3 separate regions of the Rattus norvegicus genome follow, and regions 1 and 3 are each linked to region 2. The links are chromatin contacts, called in public Hi-C maps. All regions are on one chromosome and are shown on one strand. Each heading gives the region's core, a stretch centred on a gene start, on an enhancer-like site or on the middle of the called end of the contact. The rest is flanking DNA. Distances are from core to core; before and after follow the strand shown. Region 1 overlaps Adgrv1 (adhesion G protein-coupled receptor V1). Region 2 overlaps Adgrv1 (adhesion G protein-coupled receptor V1). Region 3 overlaps Adgrv1 (adhesion G protein-coupled receptor V1).

Evidence for each region. A called contact is a pair of places that touch in the nucleus more often than the background predicts.
Region 1: a contact with region 2 is called in a Hi-C map of liver, with 4 times the contacts expected there. The contact joins two enhancer-like sites. A contact is called at or near these places in 3 of 12 Hi-C or Micro-C datasets (kidney and liver) and 1 of 1 datasets of contacts at active chromatin or transcription factors (oligodendrocytes).
Region 3: a contact with region 2 is called in a Hi-C map of liver, with 6 times the contacts expected there. The contact joins two enhancer-like sites. A contact is called at or near these places in 3 of 12 Hi-C or Micro-C datasets (kidney and liver).

The regions. Positions count from the first base shown.
Region 1 is chr2:13,324,824-13,329,088 of GRCr8, reverse strand. The region is part of intron 84 of Adgrv1 (adhesion G protein-coupled receptor V1); the gene reads left to right. Among named protein-coding and RNA genes, the nearest start is that of Rnu1-149, 200 kb to the right of the region's middle. Within about 2 kb of position 1,843, at least 6 of the 93 cell types and tissues checked have an H3K27ac peak or open chromatin away from gene starts, as enhancers often do. A contact at or near this core is called in liver, where this site is marked.
Region 2 is chr2:13,192,757-13,196,467 of GRCr8, reverse strand. All of the region lies in intron 86 of Adgrv1 (adhesion G protein-coupled receptor V1), which reads left to right. Among named protein-coding and RNA genes, the nearest start is that of Rnu1-149, 67 kb to the right of the region's middle. Within about 2 kb of position 1,332, at least 3 of the 93 cell types and tissues checked have an H3K27ac peak or open chromatin away from gene starts, as enhancers often do. A contact at or near this core is called in liver, where this site is marked.
Region 3 is chr2:13,381,481-13,385,663 of GRCr8, reverse strand. All of the region lies in intron 84 of Adgrv1 (adhesion G protein-coupled receptor V1), which reads left to right. Among named protein-coding and RNA genes, the nearest start is that of Rnu1-149, 260 kb to the right of the region's middle. Within about 2 kb of position 1,748, at least 9 of the 93 cell types and tissues checked have an H3K27ac peak or open chromatin away from gene starts, as enhancers often do. A contact at or near this core is called in liver, where this site is marked.

The DNA of each region.
Region 1 (4,265 bases), core at 594-3,093, 130 kb before region 2:
GTCTTTGGGTTTTATATTTAGTTCATTGCAGTAAATTTGAATTTGATGTGGAAACATAGCTGCGTTTTCCTGACAGTTGTAAGTGTAGTTATCACAACTGCTGCTTCTTCTCCCACGGCTGAGTGATTTTCTAAATATAATCCCAAGCACGAGCTTCCTTTCCGTGAAACTTCATTCTAAAATGAGCATCATGAATGTCCACAGGGGAACACAGGCAGTGCACTCTCAAGGTACATACATGTGTCTATTTTATCGGGAACATACTATGTTTCTTATTGCTATGTGATACTTTTGCTCTGCCTCAGCGACCTGAATCTTTGTAGGTAGATTGCTATGTAGATTTTCGTCATGGGGAATTTGAGATCTCTAGTAAGGTCTTCACCCCACACTAAACTTTAGTGTAAAAATCAAATCACTCTGTTTAGCTGAACAAAAATTATTTTTTAAAAATTCAGTGTACAATGTTTCCTTACTTATTTCTGCAATATATAGAGGTCAGACGACTACTTGAAGGGGGAATTAGCCCTCTCATCCCACAGTGTAGGTCCCTGGACCAAATCAGGTCCTCCAGCTCTCTGGCAAGCTCCGGTAACCCTAGAGCCACATTAAAGGCCCCAAACTATTCATGAGGGAAGTTATGTTCTGTATCAGCTACTTCTCTAACTCCTTTAGGGAGGCATTTCCATATGAATCTTCAACAGATCTTTGAATGATACGGTCTTACTCCTGTTTTTAAAAGAACAATTAAGCTGGTTTTATTAGAATGAGAAAGGGTATTTTTGCTAATCTGTCTAAGATTATGTATGTATTGAATAGAAATAAGTTGCTTAGGCCTAATTCTGGAGGAAAAGTTTGGATTTATACAGATCGAGATATAACTATAAGCCCACATGTGATGGCGTATGACTGTAACATAGTGCTCTCTGGAGGATGAAGTGGAAGGGTTAAGTTTGAGGCCAGCCTTAGCTGGACACTGAAACAGAGGCCAGCTTGAGCTAATCTGCCACTCTGTCACCGACAAACAAACAAAACTGTTTAATAAACATCTTACTAAGTAAAAATAATGCAAACTTTTATAAATACTATTTTACCTAATAATTGACTTTTAGCGAAAGTAATGCTTTTCGCTTATTTTTACCTAATACTGCCCTCAGTTCCTGTTCACCTCATTCACATGTCAAATGGTTAATGATAAGAACTTTAGGTCCATCAGGGAATTTATTACCCACACAAACGACAACAGCAACCCGATGCCAGGACTCCTCTGCTAATTAACAGTTACCACAGGGCCACACTGAAATACATTTTAATTACCTTCAGGATCTCTTAGGAGCCCAGGACTCTAAAGTAATGCAAAGGTTTATGAGCGCTGTGGTTTCATAGTCTCTGCCCAGGTGTTCCCATCAAATCTCAGGGAGGTGTGATGCTTGTGCTTGTGGCCTTTGCTTTCCCAACTTTTAGGTATTAATATAACAGACAAAACCAGAACAAACCATTCTTCTCACAACTATAAACTCTCCTTTTTTTTTTTTCAGAAGCAGACTTGATAGTAGTTGTTATTAGCATGTGGTAAAGGTTATGTAGAAAATGCTTACTTAAATACAGTTTATGAAATCTATCTTTAATTATAGCTTACACGGCACTATTTATCATTGTTGAACAGTAATTAAAAGTTAAAAATAGCCAATACTTTGGTTTAGAAGAACTGGATACTAAAATAATTATTTTAAGGTTTGTTTTATGGCGTAATTGTGGATTTTGGCTTACAATTTCAGTAGATGTCTAACTTATCTCTGACTTTAGCATTACTTATTAATCTCTGTGCCCTTTGGTCGGAAGTCTGGGGACAAACCACAGAAGCGGAGCATGACTAGGCTAAAGACCTTGTTTATTTTTCCTTTGTGTCTGAGACTAATCTATTTTAGAAACTCAAAACATCCTCAAAAATTAACATTGATTTGGGGTTTGGTTGGAAAGGGGTTGGGAAGAGAGTAAGAAGTGCACACTGGGTTCTAAACTGCAAGTCAGGGCTGCTGGGACCGCTGGTGTTTGTCAGGTTCCCACCCCCACAGGGATCATAGATGGGTGGAGCCCAGCCTTTGGATCTCTGGTTTTGCCCTTGGATAGTGGAATACATGGGCGTGCCCCATCCTCAAATAAAGTCCTGAGATTAGAAACTTCAAAACAACATATTAGTTGGCTTTGGCTCATGAATTCATATTTAATATGTGTAAACATGGAGACGCTGATGATAAGGCTTCTGGCTATGGATACCAAAATCATTTGTTCATACTTCTGGTTTTTAATTAAAAAAAATCCATTTGGGTAGCAGGGTTGTATTGAAATAACTTGTTTTAGAAAGATAAAACTGTAAATGCCTCTCATAGCTTTTATGGGTTTAAGTCTGACACAGGATCAGGACATGGGGAAACAAGGTATGGCAAGATATTATGGGATGTTCTTTATACCCAAGATGCCATTGACCTCCCATTGAATATGTACTGTCCCTGCATCTGTCTTCTATTATATCAATGGGATTCCTTCCAGAATCCCATCCCTGTAAGTTAATTGCAAGTAGGCTTTATATTTAACAAGGCAATGTTGATTTCTCAAAACATGAATTAAATGTAGCAATTTTTAATTTCACTTGAAATGACACTTGAATAGTTTTATGATTTGAAAATGTTTAAAATATATAAAGATACACTAAAGTTTGTAATCTGGTGGTGGTGCCACATACCTTTAATCCCAGAACTTGGGAGGCAGAGGCAGAGGCAGAGGGGCAGAGGCAGAGAGAGAGGCAGAGGGGCAGAGGCAGAGGGAGGAGTGGAGGGGCAGAGGGACAGAGGGACAGAGGGACAGAGGGACAGAGGGACAGAGGGGCTGAGGCAGAGAGAGAGGCAGAGAGGCAGAGAGGCAGAGGAGCAGAGGCAAAGAGAGAGGCAGTGAGGCAGAGGCAGAGGGAGGGGTGGAGGGGCAGAGGGACAGAGGGACAGAGGGACAGAGGGGCTGAGGCAGAGAGAGAGGCAGAGAGGTAGAGTGGCAGAGAGAGGCAGAGAGAGGCAGAGGCAGGTGGAGCTCTGTGAGTTCAAGACCAGCCTGATCTACAGAGCAAGTTCGGGGACTACATGAAGAAATTTGTCTCAAACAAACAAAAATAAATAAGTAAATAAATAAAGAAAGAAATACGGAAAGAAGGAAGGAAGGAAGCAAGGAAAAAAGAAAGAAAAGACAAGACCTTAAAATTTAAGTTTTTTACACTTTTATTAATACTTGAAGCAATTCTATGTCAACTGATTAAATAGATCCTTTTGTGGTGAAGCCTTAGTACTGATTTTTAAGGCTCCATGCTGGTTATTTCATGTTCACTAGATGAAGGAACATATTTTATATGGTTTCAGCTCCACTATAGATAGTATGCCATATTCAATTTTTAATTCCAATTGACATAACTTCATAGCAGATGTCTTCCACACTTCTTTCTAATTACAGTCGCTTCATAAGTGTATCTTTCATACAGCGTTGACTGTTTGATTGTACATTAGTTGAGAATGGTAACAATATAGCACTGGGCTCTGTTGACTCATTTCCAGATCATATCACGGAGAGCAAGCATGAGCGAGCCTGCTGTTCTGTGCTGCCCATTGATTTCATAAGGGATGTAGCAACTGCTGCACTATCAAGAATCTGGTTTTCTTCATCACAATTTTCCTGGAACGGAGTATATCATTTGCTAAGTATATTTTAAATCTGCCCTGTTTTCCAGGCTCTTAAGAATGAGGGTGATGGATTTTAGCACGTAGCCACGTTTATCCGTAGAACCAAGGTATTTCCTTGGAAGCGGGGTGCTGTTCACAATGCCATTCATAATACCAATTTTGTAACTATACAAGCAGATGACTCTCTAAATCATTGGTATCAAAGGTTTTAAAAGGGCAAATTAATCTCAACAGTCTAGAAAGGATAAAAATTAACTGCCTGGCTATGACAGTCACATGATACCTAGCATAGTAAACAACAACTACAGTGAATCCAAAGAGCAGTTGTCAATGAACTATTGTAACTCTTTTAGTCTATGTTCCCTTGGTTTGAGAGAAACAGCTTTTTCTACATATTAACCCTTGGCTATTAAACCCCTTAGCAAACCAAAAAATAGATCGTTGCTCACAAGTACCAAAATATCTAGATGTTTGTCTGTCTTACAGTTTTTGAGTGAGTCCACCTCTTCTCTGCCAACTCTGTCTGCTTGCCTTACCAGCATGGTC
Region 2 (3,711 bases), core at 83-2,582:
GTCTCTTAGTTGTTTCCATGTTTTGTTCAATAGAATTGTCAGAGCTGCTTCTAATTTGTCACTATGACTGCTCTTCCAATGGCTAAGATTTAGGCAGAATGAGCTGTCAGTCCGTTTCTTTTTTTCTACCCCTTTTTAGCTATGTTAACAAGTCTTTATTTCCAGTTCTCCTGAGTTGGAACACAAGGAGAAGGAATAGAAAAAGCAGGCAGGGAAATAATGTCATATTTACTTAGTTGGTACAGTCATAAGTTAGAAGCTACCTTTCAGAAAATTCTTTAATATTTGTAGTCTCGAGCAACTCAGTAATACTCAGCCTCTCTCAGCTGCAACCTTCTGACCCTTCTAGAAGGTTCTTTTGGGAACAACCAGAATGATCTCATGCCAGCTTTCTCTTGCACAATGCAACACAAACATGTTTGTGAGACTTTGCTCCAGTAAACTTTTAAAGTGTAGGTTTGCTCGCCCGGATGACCTTTTCTAGCTTGCTGCAAGGCCAGCCTGCCAAGCTGCTGGCTGTCTCTACTGACATTTCTTACTTAGGTGTTAACACCAGAGCTGATTCTCCCTGCAACTCCAGGGGGCTTACTGAGCATCTTCGAGTAGCACAGTTGGAGTAACACAGTTGTACACCATTCCCTTCCCTGCTCTTCCTCTCCCCTTCTCCCCTTCCCCTTTCTTGTTCCCTCTCCTCTCTCCCCCGCCTTCCTCCCCTCCCCCTTTTTCTGTCCTTTTCTCTCTCCTTTCTCCCCCTAAGAAAATGAGATAGGGATTATCTAAACTCTCCGATAATTCTGATATTCTGATAACTCTCTGGTAGTCTTTGGTTCTCCTTTTCTCTGATTATCCTGTTTAAGGCCTATGAAGTTTTACAGCCAACCTCTTCAAAGCCCCCAGTTTCATAGCTTTCACTGTCTGTGTCACAGCGTCGCCCTTTCTGTACCCTTGGATGCCACATGCTCATCACCAAAACTTCATTTTAACAAAATAATTTTTTTCTGTGTAGAACAATATAAATAAGTAAAAATCACTAAAATTTGCAGCTCTTTTTAGTTTCTTCACTAGTTCTCTAACTCCAACGTAGGATTATTTTATCCGGTAGCAATTCAGTTAAGCCACTCGGAGATGAGTGACCTTAACTCGCTTATAATCAAGTTAATACATCTAGGCTTGTTCATGTGACTTTCACATTACCAGAAACATTTGTTCTAAGTTTTGCTTCTCTGTAATAGAAACAAAACAAGCAAGCAAACAAAAACTAATACTAAGCCAAGGAAAGATTACTGAGCTGGATCAACCGATATTTATCAGTATGCTGGAACCAAGCCCAAGGCCCTGAGCATGCAGCAAAAGCTATCCACTGAACCTGTGCCCCAGGAAAACGTACTGTGGGAAAAGCTTTGCTTTAAAGCCTGAGTGAATAGTAAGTCTTTGTCCCTTAGCAAAATGCGCACACGAGACAGCACTAGCTTATCCCTGTGAACCTTAGTAGTAAGCTCGTTCTGAATTATCCTCAACTTTCGCCCATTTGGTTGCTCTTGAGAATGGTGTAGCTCCCCTTACCAACACTTATGTGAGAATTTTCCAGTAAAAGAATGTAGAAGGTGTATAAGTTTGCTCAAAGGCTGACCTTGAAAGTTTTTGTAAAAATGTTTTTCTGAGTGTTTGTAAAAGAATTGAGATGGAATACTAAATATAAAGCCTGTGAGTGTGTGGGGGACATTAAACCCTAAGATCTCTTTTTGACATGACGGTGGGTAAGAAGTGTGGAGGGAGGTGGACACTGAATTCTGCTATTGTTTAGAAGATGACTTGGAGGTCTCTCAGTCAGCTTGCAGCTCACATAGTTCACAGTGTTTCCTGAGGGTGACTCAGAACTCACGTATTTGATTATGGCCATCTTGCAAAGAAGTCGTAAAGTCTATGCATAGATTTTTCTCACTTAGAACCCCAGCAAATCAATCCAGCATTTAAAAAAAAGTTATATTTTCAAACTTGTCACATGGTGGCCTATTTAGAATGAGGTAGCCCCATGTAAGATACATCAATTAAGTAGTTATTTAAATGTATGCATGTTATAGAATCATCAAATATTAACAGCTGTTATATGAATGTTCATTCAGAATCATCACAAATAATATCATTCAGAGTTTTTATGAATAGCTTCTGCTTAGTCAGATACTGAGATTTGAAGATAGTTATAATAATGAAATAAAATGGACTCAAATGGGGAAAATGTCAACTGGAGGCAGGTATAAAATTCAAATTTCTTATGCCTTTTAATTATTTTTTTTTTAGTATACATTGGCGTTTTGCCTGCGTATATGTTTATGAAGGTACCAGAGACCTTGGAGATACAGACAGTTGCGAGCTGCCATGTGGGTGCTGAAATTGAACTGGGTCCTCTGAAAAAGCAACAAATACTCTTAATTCCTAAGTCATCTCTCTAGCCCTTCTTAGTTATTTTTTAACTTTTAAAAGTTAACTAATTGTTTTATTTATTTACATCCTAAATGATGCCCCCTCTTGGGACCCCCAGGCAGAGTTCTTCCCCTCCTCCCTCTTCTTCACCCCTGAGATGGTGCCCCTCACCAGGTATCCCCCACCCTGGGGCATCAAGTCTCAACAGAATTAGGCACATCTTCTCCCCCTGAAGGAGACAAGGCAGCCTTCTGCTACAATCCAGGGGCCTCTGACCAGTCCATGCGTGCTCTTTGGTTGGTGGGTTTTGGTTTTTTGCTTAAAATTTTGTGGTGATAGAGTTTGACTATTTTGCACAGGTTAGCCTTAAGTATCTGGCTCAATTAATCCCCCAGCTTCAGCCAGCTGAATAGCTAGGGCTAAAACACTATTAAGCCTAGTTTAATCCTAAACATCTTAACTAATGGTAGACTGCGGACTGCTAGTAATTTTGTATGGCCAGTGTCCTGGTACTATTCAGTTGATAATGGTTATTCCAAAACTATAGAACAACTGGCCAGTTTTTCTTTCTCTTTTCTTTTGGATCTTTATGCAAGAGCAAATGTTAATATCAGTGAGTTGGCACTGAAAGGTTTGTTTTAATGAGTAAGCCATCCAACTTGTGCATGTGTCCTAGCTATCTTTTGTAAAGTATCTCCTAAAAAGAGAATGTGTAGATAGTATAATCCCGAAGCTGTGTCATAGTATCATCTACTAAATGGGTAGATAGATCATCATCTATCTATAGCTGATAGCACTGAGCAATAGGCATCATATTTCTTTACAATGTAATTTCATGGCAATGAGTACATTGCCATGTGTTATCAAGAAAGTCTAGCATTGAGATCTAGAGTTCTAATTTGTTAAATGTGTTTGCTTTCTTAGCTTGGTAAGTTTGATTCATTAAAGGCTAACGAAGGGAGGTAGAGGTGAGGAACAGTGAGCTAGCTTCCTTCTGTGCATCCTGAGCTCTTCCTCTCAGTTTTGATCTATGTCTTGTATCTTGTCTTTTCCTCATCAGGTTGAAGGAGCCTGGAAGGAAGTGTTGGCTCGGTGACAACCTCCTTCCTAATATAGCTGTGATCCCTAAATTGTCTGGACCCTTTTAAAGTCCTTATATGATGGCCTTTTCTCCGTGATTACCCTTCTTCCTACAGATTGCACTGGGGAGGTTACAAAGTGATGTACCTTTCTTTCCAGCCACTCTTTTAAAGTTAGTAAACTATACAGTCCCTGCATCGTTTGACCAAT
Region 3 (4,183 bases), core at 499-2,998, 190 kb before region 2:
ATTTTTAGCTCACAGAGACTAAGGCAGCAAGACATAGGGCCTGCCTAGGTCTGCACCAGATCCTCTGTGTATGTTATGACTGTTAGCTTGGTGGCTACCTAAGGGTGTTAGCGGGTGTGTCTTGGACTCTTTTGCCTGCTCTTGGGACTGTTTCCCTCCTGTTGGGTTATCTTGTCCAGCCTTGCTATGAGGGTTCTCCTTGCCTTACTGTTTCTTCTTTTGTCCTGCCTGGGTTTTGTCTGCAGTTCGGTTGTTTGTAGACCTCTTCTTTTCTGAAGAGAAATGGAGTGGGGATGTAGCTGGGAAGCAGGGAGGTGGGGAAGGCTGGGAGGAGTGAAGGGAGGAAAACTGTGGTCAGGATGGATTGTATAAGAAAATAATTTATTTTCAATTAAAAACGATTTATTTTATTCTATTAATATGTCTGTATGTGGAGTGGGGGGATACGCACATGAACGCTATTATGTAACAGTGAGAAGCTGGCATTGCATTCCACAGAACTGAATTAATAGTGGTGAGTCACCCAGCATGGGCTCTGAGAACCAAACTTGGGCGCTCTGCAAGGGCAGCAAGTGCTCTTGAGTACTAAGCTGCATATCCAGTTCCAAACTGAGGACTTTCCAAACTTGTCAGATTCTCCAAAATGAGAAAAGGAAGTGTTTACAGAGACGCTGGCTTTGACATGACCGAATTTGAAGGAGCTTATGGGATGAGTTGTAGAATTGTACTATTGGGGCCATTACACTCCCAGCCCTGGATCTCCATTTTGGATTCTCCAGCTTTGCTAAGTAGACATCATTAGAACTTAAATTGCCTGGAGAAATGAAAAATAATGGTCTTGGGTTGCATTCTTGTTAAAGGACTAAAATGTCTCCAGTTACGTATAGGAGTGTGATTTGTCAATACTGGGAAAACAGGCATGCTAAGATCTTTCCTCTTCAAGACTTAGTTGATTGTCGTGTGTGCGTGCGTGCGTGTGTGTGTGTGTGTGTGTGTGTGTGTGTGTGTGTGTGTTAGTGTGTGTTTGCTTGTGTGTGTGTGTTAGTGTGTGTTAGTGTATGTGTTTGCTTGTGTGTGTGTTAGTGTGTGTTTGCTTGTGTGTGTGTGTTAGTGTGTGTTAGTGTATGTGTTTGCTTGTGTGTGTGTGTGTGTTTGTGTGCAAGTGTGTGCACACAGGTGCATGTGCCAGTGCATGTAAGGGAGAGGGCTCTCATGTAGCACAGGGTGCCTTGAACTTGCTATGTAGCTGAGGATGACCTCGAACTTCTACACTTTCTGCCTCCATGTACAGTATGCTAAGATTAAAGGCCTGCGTCATAATGCTGGTTTAAGTGTTACTGGAGATTGAACCCAGGGCCTTGTGCCTGCTAGGCAAACATTACCACCTGAGCCACATCTCATTCCTCTTGACTTCATTTTGGAGGAGTATGGTACAATGAATGTGTAAGTCATGTTGTCAGGAAAATGTGCTTAAGTACGGTTGTTCTCTATTTTTAGAAACATATAGAACAGTGTATCACTAATTCACTAAATATTTTATTTACTTTATTCCAAATTCGAGGAGGATACAAAAGAATCAATAGATTGTTCTTGTATTGAAGTTACATGGGTAGGGATGTGGAGAGAGAGGAGGGGAAAATATGATCAATACTCAGTTTTTGAAAAAAATTTAATTAGAAAGCGCTCATAATGCTTTAATCTGAGTGTCATTCTAATTCTGTGAGTGGCATTGACCATAATATGCCAGCAGGTGGCAGTATAGGATTTTTTTCCTCCACCAAAACCAGTCAGTCTTGCAGAGTAGGGGTTAGGTTAAAAATTAAAGGCTCCTTTCAAAGCTTTCTTTGACCGAGCTACAGAGTGTGTGCAGCATGGCAAATACACATTTGTGGGTTTCTGGCTTTGTCTTGTGTCACTTGTATTCAAAACTGCAGTGAAGGCATTTGTAAGTTAATACCAGAAAGCTTGTTTCTACCTGTCCTTGGTAGAAATATCTTGCTACCACCCATCAGTAACTTTAAAATGCAGGGGCTACAGAGTTATTTTTCTACTGTTTATTTATGCTAATAGTAATGTGCCTACTGTTAATATAGAAAATTATGCTTATTGGAATATCACAGACTTTTTCATATAAGATTTACATTTTAGCAGTTTATCAAGCAGGGAGTGCTTCCCTTCAGTGTCGAGTTTTGTTTTTCTCATTTATCTACTAGGAAACGCTTAAGCAGCAAGGTGTGAGAGCATTGACTTCCAGGGTGGTGGGAAACAGCCAACAGCCTTTCATGCTCTTGCCAGATTTTCCTGGGAAAAACATGCAGTTCTATCTTTGGAAGCTTTATCTCAGAATCACATTGCCCTGTGTGCCCTGAGCAGGCTGGTGGCAGGAGGGACAAAGGGCATCTTTGCCAGGCACAGCTCTCAATTCCAGAGGTTCTGTCGGGAAAAGCAACTCCCCAAATCTAAAAAAAGAACAGAGAGATAGCACGGTGTTTACTCAGATTAATACATCTTGCCAACAGGAAAACATCTGACTTCTTTGTTTCTTTTTGTCTATTTGTTTGGCTTCACTTTATCTTCTGAAACTGAATTTAAAAAAAAAACCCTGTGCAGAGAACTTTTATGTGCCCAATGGTGTACAAGAACCACAGAGCCTTGATAGCGACTCACAGAGGGCTATGTGACTAGGTTAGAAGTTGAAACACGTGTTTTTGTTTGTTTGCTTTTTACTTTATTTTCTTTTTGTCATCCGATGCATGTGCATGAATTTTAATTTCATCTGTTTATTCTTCATGAAGGCAGAAGAGAATTTCATGTTAGCTGAGCACTGTTATTTAGAATCCAGTAAAAGTTGGGTTGTTTATCACTCTGCAACATTCAGGAATGTCATTGTACAATGTCTGTTTCTCAGGAATGATCCAGATTGCACACAACTACTAAAAGACTTTCCTTTAATCTGAGCCCTATGTCATTTTACCTTTGAGTATCTATCCTCTTGGAAACTCTCTAAGGATCTCTGACTGCAAGACTGAAGCCAAAGCCACTTAGGATTCCAGAACACTGTCTCCTCTTTGTAGGAGAAGATCTGATCATCCCAAGTAACTTGACCTGTTGCATTGAAACTGTTAACACAAGAAAGACATGTCCAGGGCCCCAGATGCTATGAACTAAGAACTCTGTCTGTCTGTCTGCCTATTACCAATCATCCATCTGTCTAACTATATACATACATATCTATGCATGTACTTATGTGTGTTTATATGTATGTATATACTTCTGTCTACCATCTATCTACTATCTATCTATCTATCTATCTATCTATCTATCTATCTATCTATCTATCTATCTATTATCTATCTATCTATCTATCTATCTGTCATCTATTATCTTCATCAGCATCTGGCTGGCTGTTATCTGTCTATTTGAGGTCAATCGAAGCAGAGTAGGATGATGTTATAAATAGAGATAGTTTTCCCTTAGCTAGAACTTTTGGCTACTCATTAATCTGACTGGATCTTGTTGACTTTACTTTTGCTAATAAAGCAAGAAAAAAGTTTTGAGTTTAAATACTAGAGTCAAAACTAGATCTTTCTTTGAACTAGCCACTTAAGCAAGGCTTGTCATTCAGGAGAATATTGTGACTTACAGGTTGTGCAGATAGAAATAAATCAAACGCCTCCTAACTTCCAGCGTGAGAAGTTTGTTCAAGTTCAGATGCTGAACAGAGGGCTGCCTCCTCCTGTTTGTGAAGGGCCTGGGACAGCTTGGAGCAACCTCCCCATCCATGCTCTCCCCATGGTGGCAGCTGCTGCTCCTCTCACTGTCACTAAGTCTCTGCGTGTTACCAACCTCTTCCTGCACGTGAAAATCATCTTTAAAAAATTCATAACTTTTAATTTTATTAAAGAATAGAAAAGAAGTATTTTTTTAAAAAAAACACCTTTAGCCATTTATCATCCACTCATTTTGGGGAAAGTCTCTCAGGTCAACTTTTTTATCATGTGTGACATTTATAGCAAGCATATTTACACGTCTGTGTTTTCATGTGTGTGTGTGTGTGTGTGTGTGTGTGTGTGTGTGTGTGTACACGCATGCACACATGGAGGACTGAGGTGGATACCAGGAGTCTTCCTCTATCCCCATTTCACAATATTCAATGAGGTGGGTCTCAATCAAACCCAGAGTT